2 separate regions of the Mus musculus genome follow, and region 1 is linked to region 2. The links are chromatin contacts, called in public HiChIP or PLAC-seq maps. All regions are on one chromosome and are shown on one strand. The core of a region is the stretch at or near the end of the contact, and the rest is flanking DNA. Distances in the headings are between cores, read along the strand shown.

Region 1 (4,373 bases), core at 421-2,920, 100 kb before region 2:
AAACAGCTAGGGCACGTACTTCCACCTCCCCAAAGTCCCACATGCTCCACACCCTGGTCCATCAGACCCACACACTCCGGGGTTAAGTGGAACCTCAAAACGTAGCTTCTCTTGCTCAGCCCAGGTCAAAGAGATGACCCAATATGGTCCGCAGATGAGAATGGGCACACGTTGAGGAGGAGACTGTCTTCGGCCCGTGTCTTTGCAAGAGCTGCATTTGGAACGGGATGACCCCTTCGCATAGTTTAAACAGAAAGCAGAATTGGCTTGCCACATACTTATGCCCACAAGACAGGGAGGGCCTGAAGCCAGACCACTGACTTCAGAGGAAATAGTTAAAGCAGGTCACCCTGGGTTCAGTAAGACGGGGGTGACATGGAGGGGGTTACCCTCTAAACCTCACCCAGGAGAAAGATGGGAACTGGTAAGCCTGTCCCTTTAAGATGAAAGAGTTGTAACTGGGGGGGAGGGGATTAAATGAATGATTCCCAGCGACACAGCTCATCATAAACAACCAAGCAAACATCAAGGCCCTTGCAATTATTCCCAGTGTTGGTTTAGTCTGGGACAGAAAGTTACACAGGGCCGGGCAGTGATGGCTTCATGCCTTTCATTCCAGCACTTAGGAGGCAGAGGCAGACGGAGTTCTGAGTTCGAGGCTAGCCTGGTCTACAGAGTGAGTTCCAGGACAGCCAAGGCTACACAGAGAAACCCTGTCTTGAAAAAAACAAAAAAACAAAAACAAAAAAAGAAAAAATGAGAAAGAAAGTTACACAGGTCTTTATTCTAAACAATGGATTATTTGATCTAATGCAAAATAGACTCTATTAACAACGTCATAAAGTGTATATGTGGAAGTTACCATCTTTATTATTATTATTATTATTATCATTATTTATAAGCCAATATTCTGCTTTCAATGTTTTCTTTCATCTGAGAATTTTAATGAAGAAGCAGAGAAAAGGCTTATGGAGAACACGACCCCTCACTTCTCATTTATAATTCAAAAGCGTAATCAGTCCGTGGGGACTTCTGATCTTCAACAGACCATAACAAAAATAATACATTTGAACTTTTTAAATTAAAAAATACTAATTCAGGGACCCACCTGAAGACACTTCAGTTATTCCCAAGTCACCTAGCAATATTCCACAGCACAGAAACGATCACAGATTTATCTGTGGCTCTGAAAAACGGCTTCCAGACGAGAAGAGGCAGCGGTCGGCTCGTAGGGTGCTTTATCCGAACCGCTAACACGGCTTGCAAACTTAAAGTACTTCTTGTACATGGAAGTATCTTTGAGATAGAAAACACTCCACATTCACTTTCAACAAGAGACTCCCACTGGGCTCCGAATGGAAGGATGGGTGACAAGACAGAGAGCTGCCATCAAACACCAGGTTGTTTTCCCTCTACCCAGGCTAACACCAAGGGTTGTCCATACGAGGAGAACATGTCTGAGAGAACAAGGAAGCTGATGTTAATCTGGTAAGTTAGCTGGTCATCCCTCAGCACTCCCATCTTTCTGTCACCGGCTTTGCCAGAGGTAAAATGTAATGTCAGAATGATTCTCTTTGCTGTATCATGTTCAACTTCCATAATGCTAACAGGGTGAGATGCGGTGAGCACACACTGAGTTTCCATCAGTGAGCACTTGCCAAGGGGCCCGTCGCCAGCTCTCATGCTGCTGTCAGATGTACAGGTGCAGCCTTAGGAGCGAGCTGTCTGGGTTTTTTTGGTTGGTTCGTTCGTTTTTTCTGTTGTTTTGGGGTTTTTTTTTTTGGTTGGTTGGTTGGTTCGTTCGTTTTTTCGAGACAGGGTTTCTCTGTATAGCCCTGGCTGTCCTGGAACTCACTTTGTAGACCAGGCTGGCCTCGAACTCAGAAATCCGCCTGCCCCTGCCTCCCAAGTGCTGGAATTAAAAGCGTGCGTCACCACCGCCCGACATTAGCGAGCTGTCTGAATTCACACCCCAGCCCATCCCCTACTGCAGAAAGATCCAACGGGTTCCTCAGCTCCCTCAGCCCTACCTGCCTCTTCTACAGTAGCTAAGCAATCACCTCCACCACCACCATCATAACAGGGTCACTCAAACTTTTTTCCCACAGGTAAAGTAGTTAATGCTTTGGTATCTGGACCTCAGAAGACACACATTTAGCTCAACATGGAATTCCTTAAGCCCAGAGTTGAGTATCAAGCTGTAGCCAAACAGAGCCATGTTAAAGAGGAAACTGTTCTACCAGGGTCACAGGGAGGGGCACACTGTACACAGGGACAGGATGTGGTTTTCTGTTATGAGGCATGAAGTTCACGATGGGGAGAGGTCATCCGAGGCTTCTGAAGAAGGTGGGGACTGGGTCATGGGAGGCCCAGTAGGTCATGGTGATGCAACTAGTTTCTGTAAGTCAAATTTCATAAACCAGGTCTATAAAGTACTTTATAGTTGTATGTCATGAGGTGTTCCTTGATGGACCTCAAAATAGCAGCTTCCTTCTGGGTTGGGTTTAGAAATATCTTAAATCTCATCCTTTCTTAATGCTCTGTGTGTGCGTGTTTATATTCTGTAGGCTCTGTGAATCTCTGCATATAGAGTCTTGTGCGTGTTGGCTCAGCCTGAGAGACTTAGAGTCGACTGTAGAGCATCATTGGGATTGACTGGGAGTCTGGAGGAGAGTTGGCTAGGTCTTCGTCCAAATTGCAAGCTGGACAGTTTGGCTTAGGAGACTCTCTCACTCCAGCCACAGAGATGGCTTTTTAACGAGGATGCTGAAGAGCAGAGGTGAGATGCTAGTGGTCCAGCAGAGAGGAGACAGAGTAGACTCAAAAGGAGAGGTCACGGGGTGTCACTGATAACAAGCAAAGCGAAGGAGGCGATCCTCTAGCATGGCACCTTGCGTTCTTGCATGGGCCAAAACGGTAAGAAGGTAACTCATTCCAAAGGTAAAACGAATCCAGTAAAACATGACTCAGTGGAAAGATGAAAGACTTCATTCACAACATGATGACACAGCATCCTTGGGACTCCCGAGAGAAATAAGAGATAGAAATTAAGTCCAGAAAGGACTCTTCAGCCCCAGTCTAAATCAGTCACATGACAAGTAATTTTCAGCTCTTTTGCCCCCCAAAATTAATTTAACATTCTATAATGCATTATACTAATTTTAATGGTCATCTTACTATTAAGATTTATTATTAATTATATTTTAAAACCTGGACTTTTCTTTTAAATTTTTTTCAAATTGAAATGTGCCTACCTTCATACATAGGCAGTACATCGCTCACAGTAAAATTACTTATATTCTCTATTTAAAAAGCGAATCTGCTGTAAAGCTATCACAGTTAGTCAGATGCATTGTAACAGGTCTATGTAAATGAGTCCCCCTTAGTTTTAACTCTCAACCTCACATGGTCCAAGACCCATCTGAGAGGGAGGCTACACTGAGGAATTACCTGTCTCAGATTGGCTGGTGGGCGTGTTTGTGGGGGAGTATCTTGATTGTTAATTGACATAGAAGGCCCCAGCCCACTGTGGGTGGCACAATTCCTAGGCTGGTGTTCCTGAACTATAAACCAGGGCTGGTTTGAGTATAAGCCTGTCTGCCGGCTCTCAAGCAAACGACATCCTTCATTATTGCTATACTTCTTGGCTATGCAATTAACTCCTTGGTTGAAGGCAGTGCTGTGTGAAATGGCAATCAGGCCTGACTTCAAGTTTCTCCCTTGGGTCCTTACCTTGACTTCTTTCAATGATAGACTGTAACGTGGAACTACAAGCGAAAATAAACCTCTCCTTCCCAAAGCTGCTTTTACTCAGGGTGTTTATCACAACAACAGAAATGAAACTACAACAGTGAGTTAACTTTAGGACATGTTATAAAAAAACCAAAACCACTGCATAAAAATAAGTGCCTTCTTCACATCTGTAAGCCTCTTACAAGAGAGACACAGAGAGAGAGAGAGAGAGACAGAGACAGAGACAGACAGACAGAGCGAGAGAGACAGAGACAGAGAGAGAGATCTTTGGGAACTTTGAGAGTCTAAAACAGTTTCTGATGTAGGGAAAGTATATGTTAAGTTTTTATTAAGGTGATAAAATTAATTGAGTCAAATCACAGTAATAAATCCAAAATTGACAAGTTCCAGACCATAGTCTCTTCCTAATTTATGTTATATTCCCTCTTGGGTTATAATATAGCCACACCCTAATAACTTCCTGTGATGGTTACTATAAGTTGTCTATGTGGCAGAATCTAGAAATGGCATAGGAAACAAACATCTTGGAATGTCTGTAAGGGAGTTTCTAGATTGGCTTCATTGAAGTGGTTCTAGTCACTGAAAAAGCAGTTAAGAAATGAGGGGATTATTTAGGCCCA
Region 2 (4,887 bases), core at 413-2,912:
CCGTACTATGGCTTTGTGCCACCTACTGAGATGACTGCAGTTCTCCAAGTTCCCGCCCCTCCCTCTGTAAAGAAAATAAAGTATTATTCAACAGTGACCATTCATCACAGGCTGGTGACTAAAACATGATGTGTGTTCCCTAAATATCAGCCATCCCCGCTGATCCGCTTCCTCTCCATCAGGGAGGAAAGTGGATTTCAATGAGATGGGAGATGTGCATTGTGGGGGAGACGGGATACTGGGCAGCCAGCACACCGTGAGTAAGAAAGAGCCTGGTGTCAGGAGGGAGCTTAAGCTGGGGAGGAAACTACAAAGGAGACACACCCCAGACTGAGGAGAGAGTCCAGGCCGAATTGGTTATGAGAGGGAGTCCAAGAAAGTGAAAATGAGTTTGTATTTAGTATGTGGACTCAAAATCTCCTGAAGGTTTTTATATTTTTTATTCTGTATCAAGACTTTCAAATACAGAAGAATTTCGAGTCTATAGGCTAGAGTGAAGCTTCCAGACTCTTCCCACAGCAGCCTCCAAATAGGGATCTGTCTAATACTGATGTCTTTGTGTGTTTGTTTTTGTGTGGTAGATAGATAGATAGATAGGTAGATAGATAGATAGATAGATAGATAGATAGATAGATAGATAGATAGATAGATAGATGTAGGTGTAGATGTAAGTGTGGATGTGGTGTAAGTGTGTTCGGGTATACATGTGTGCATGTGTGTGTTGAGGCCAGGGGTCAGTGTTAAATGACTCCCTCAATTGTCTCTATTTCTGAGGTAGGCTCTCCACTGAACCTGAAGTGCCTCAATTCAGCTAATCTGGGCGACTAATGTGACCCAGGGATCCCCCTGTGTCCATCCCCAGTGCTGGGCTTACCACACTGGGGTTCTGTATGTGTGGGCCAGAGAGTCAAATTCACAGAGGAACTCGGAGACTTGTTTCATCCCCTCTGTCCCATGTCACTGGTGTCTTTAAGAAGTCAAAAAAACAAAAAACAAAAAAAGCAAACAAACCAAAAAAAAAAAAACAAAAACAAAACCAGACACTGCAGTCATCTTATTTTTTTAAGATTTATTTTTATTTTCACCCCCATTTAAATGTGTGAATGTGTGTGTGTGTGTGTGTGTGTGTGTGTGTGTGTAAATTGTGTGAAAGTGTGAATGTCTGTGAGAAGGTGAGAGTGTGTTGTGTGTGTGTTTGAATGTGTGTGAGATTGTGTTGTGTGTGAGAGTGAATGTATGTGTGTGTGAGTGTGTGAATGTGAGTGTGCACGTGAATGTGTTTTGTGTGTTGTGAGAATGTGTGTGTATGTGTGAAAGTGTGTGTTTGAATGTGTGTAAGAGTGTGTGTGAATGTGTGTATGTGTGAGTATATGTGAGTGTGTGTGTGAGTATGTGTGTGAATGTGTGTACGTGTGAGTGTATGTGAGTGTGTGTGTGAATACATGTGTGTAAATGTGAATGTGTATGTGAGTGTGTGTGAGTGTGTACTGTAAGCGTGTGTGTGTGTGTGTGTGTGTGTGTGTGTGTTTGTGTGTGTGTGTGTGTGAGCATGCGTTCATGCAATGTGTGCAGGTGTCCTTGGAGACCAGAAGCATAGCAGATACCCTGGAGCTGGAGTTACAGGAAGTTGAAAGCTGACTGACAAGGGCTCTGGGAAGCCAACTTGGGTCCTCTGAAGAGGAGGAAATACTCTTGACCAAGAAGCCGCCTCTTTACTCCCGTCCCACCCTTTCAGCGGAAATGTTTTGGTTTGGTTTGGTTTGGTTTAAACTCGAACGCTATCTAATTTAGTGTCAATTTTAGTAAATGTGCAGATTTGAGTTAAGTCACATAAACTGATAAATAAACCCGGATATAGGGAGATGTTTGGTCCTCTATTTTATGAAGTGCAGGATTTCATCATCGAAGGAACCAAAAGCCCCTTAAACACCGTCCCAGAGACCCCTGCTCACGATTGTGCTAAAGCTGCTCTCCACAGAGTTCCTGCTTCTGCTGCTCATTAGGAAAAGTACTTCAACACCCAGCAGAAAAGAATAATTAGCAAATCAATTAATTAAGGGCCTAGCAACACTCTTCCTGCCAGCCTCAGCCACAGCTTCCTTGTAAATAAGCTCTTTTGCCTACATTAAAGTCATTAGCTCTCCATATGTAAATAGTAAAGCCCTTGGATTTCAACGGACTGCCTATCAGGGAACAGATTTCAGTCCACCTCGATGTAGTCAGGATACTGCAGACAAAGAGCCATGCTGTCTTAACCAAGAACACAGCTATACATAGCTTCTGGGTCCATTCATTTCCCAGATTCACCTTTCCTCCTTGGGACATTAGCCAAACATCTATTTTAGTTATAACACAGACACAAGGAAACGCTATAGTAATTAAAGAAACCACCCATTTCCTTCCCCTGACGTTCCAGGAAGCCACGTTATTTCTGCAGACCAATCTCTATTTGCTGACAATTCGCCTGAGCTTGAACAGCCAAATAAAATGTCCTAGAAACTGTCCTTGCAGCGACAGCCAAGAACACATCTGAGTCTCGGCTCCTTCCACAGGAAAATGCACACCAACAAAATATGTGCTTGTGTGTATTTAAGACACGAGTGTCTAGGGTCTCATTAGGTTCTGAGAGATTTAAAGTCCTACCACCCTGTAAAAACAAGCGTTTGAAGGAACTGGCCCTAAAGTTAGCTGGGTCCTTTGCCAAATTCACCTCATATTTTTATTCCTGTGGTTATCCTCTTTTTAAATTACTGCTGTTTATTTTTGTGCCTCTTGCCATCGTCTCCATCGCCACTCTCTTTACAGTGAGTTTTAAAACAAACAAATCGTTTATATTCATATACACCTGCTGGCCATTTTAGCTTTTCAGCGCCTGTCCCCCAACACACACGCTGTCGTGTCTTGGAGTTTTGTTCCTTTCTCCTTTTTTGTTCTTTTTCTCTTCTTTTGTCATTTCTCTTCTCCACTCTAAAGAAGAATAAACTATCGGAAGCCAGCCTAACAGAAATGAAGAGGGTCTAAAGCAGTGGTTCTCAACCTGTAGGTCACGAGCCCTTTAGTGGTCAAATAACCTTTTCACAAGGGTCGCCTAAGACCATCAGAAAAAAATCAGATACTTACATTATGATTCATCACAGTAGCAAAATTGCAGTTATGAAGTAGCAACAAAAATAATTTTATTCCTCACCACAACATGAGAAATTGTATTCAAGGGCGGGAGCATTGGGAAGGTTGAGAACCACTGGTCTAAAGAGACGTTTGTGTGGCTTAATCCATCAGACTGTTGAAACGATGGATCCTAAGAAGAAATAAAAATGAAAGAGTCCCTAGGAATCTCGAGGCAGAAGAAGGAAAAGGCCCCAGGCAGAGCGGGGGATTTGTCTCCCAGGACCCGATTCTAACAACTCGGCAGACTGCCTTACAGGATGAGACTGTAGCCCAGAAGATGAGCCAGGGATGTGAGGGACCACCGGAACTGTTAGATGCGCACAGCCTTGGTTCCTGCTGCCCCTCCCCCAGCAGCTCTCCCCTGTGACCTCAACCCCAGCTTGCCACCACTGCTCCTGACCGCCTCACCAACCTCACCTTAATGTTGTGAAACCACCTTTTACACAAAGGCGTTCAGGAGGTGGGGCCAGTCCGGACCCTTTAACATCCATTCTGTGGGTTCTGGTTTGTTTGATTTGCTTAATGGAGACAAACCCATTACCTGCCATGGGATACTATAGCTTTGAAAGACCTGGGACCATCCATTTATACTTTATATTTAATGCAGCTGGTCAGCCTTGGGTCGTGCATCTGCCTTAATTTTTACGGTGTGATGGGTTTTGGGGATTTTTGTTTTTTGTACTAAGCAAGATTCTATGACTGCCAGCTGTCCCTTCTGATCCATAAGTTAAAACCAATGATTCTTTCTGACAATATTCAGTACTTATTGTAGAACTTGTGGCAAAGGTACTATTTGCCTAATTAGTTTAGGCAATTAATAATCTTTGCTGCCCCAAACTATAAACTTGCAAAAAGCAGCTTCCCTTCGGTGTCTCCTCTCTGCTTCTTCTACCTTTTACATTGCTTTGTCTCCAGTAAATAAATAAACAAATAAATAAACAAACATGGTGTCTGACAGCAAGGCGGGAGGCAGAGGTAGGCCGATCTCAGTGAGTTCGAGGCCAGCCTGGTCTACAAAGTGAGTTCCAGGACAGCCAGAGCTACACTGTGAAACTCTTGTCTTGAAAAAACAAACCAGACCAAACAAAAGGTGCTTGCATATATTAATGGAGATATGTGTGTCTTATAATTTTTAATTAGAAAATAAGTAAATGCATGTGGAACAAATGAGCAAACCCCTCTGTCTCTTGTACCCCACCATCTTTTAATGTCATACCCAATCATCAGACCCCAGCCCTGGTGGCAAGATGACCCTGGCAGGACCAGAGACGAACATGCCCTGCCTCTGACTGGCTGGCTGTGTGCACAGCATCTCTGGATCCTTTCTGGAACAAAGCAGGAGGCACAGGGAAGAAGCACTGGCTTTCCCGGCAACAGTGTATCTTTCTGTAATACTTTCCATTTAAAAGCTATCTCCCTTTATAAATGTTCTCGACATTTGCACGTGATCAAACCTGAAGTCTCTGGGCCCTAAGGTGATGGATTTTAACTTACATACAGGAAATTCTTCAAACCCAAGTAGAAGTTGGCAAAAGATAACTTTTTCTATGCCACTTTGTAGAAGCTGCTAATGGCAAAGCAGGCTGTGCAATATAAATTATTCAGATCATAAGTCTAAAACCATTAGTTCATTGTGATCAATAACCTCTAAGAGAGCTGGCGTGTGGGATTCAGTTTGGGAAACATAATTAGTTTTGAAATATTCAAATTAAAGGAGAC

Evidence for each region. HiChIP or PLAC-seq counts read pairs in DNA pulled down with a chosen protein or histone mark.
Region 1: a contact with region 2 is called in a CTCF HiChIP or PLAC-seq map of CD8 T cells, with 5 read pairs. The contact joins two enhancer-like sites. A contact is called at or near these places in 1 of 15 datasets of contacts at CTCF or cohesin (CD8 T cells), 2 of 484 Hi-C or Micro-C datasets (CD8 T cells and bone marrow-derived macrophages) and 4 of 115 datasets of contacts at active chromatin or transcription factors (CD8 T cells, the HPC-7 cell line, bone marrow-derived dendritic cells and 1 more).

The regions. Positions count from the first base shown.
Region 1 is chr10:118,081,143-118,085,515 of GRCm38.p6, reverse strand. No RefSeq gene overlaps it. Among named protein-coding and RNA genes, the nearest start is that of Mdm1, 58 kb to the left of the region's middle. Within about 2 kb of position 1,670, at least 112 of the 459 cell types and tissues checked have an H3K27ac peak or open chromatin away from gene starts, as enhancers often do. A contact at or near this core is called in CD8 T cells, the HPC-7 cell line and bone marrow-derived macrophages, where this site is marked.
Region 2 is chr10:117,980,261-117,985,147 of GRCm38.p6, reverse strand. No RefSeq gene overlaps it. Among named protein-coding and RNA genes, the nearest start is that of Gm32663, 30 kb to the left of the region's middle. Within about 2 kb of position 1,662, at least 92 of the 459 cell types and tissues checked have an H3K27ac peak or open chromatin away from gene starts, as enhancers often do. A contact at or near this core is called in CD8 T cells, the HPC-7 cell line and bone marrow-derived macrophages, where this site is marked.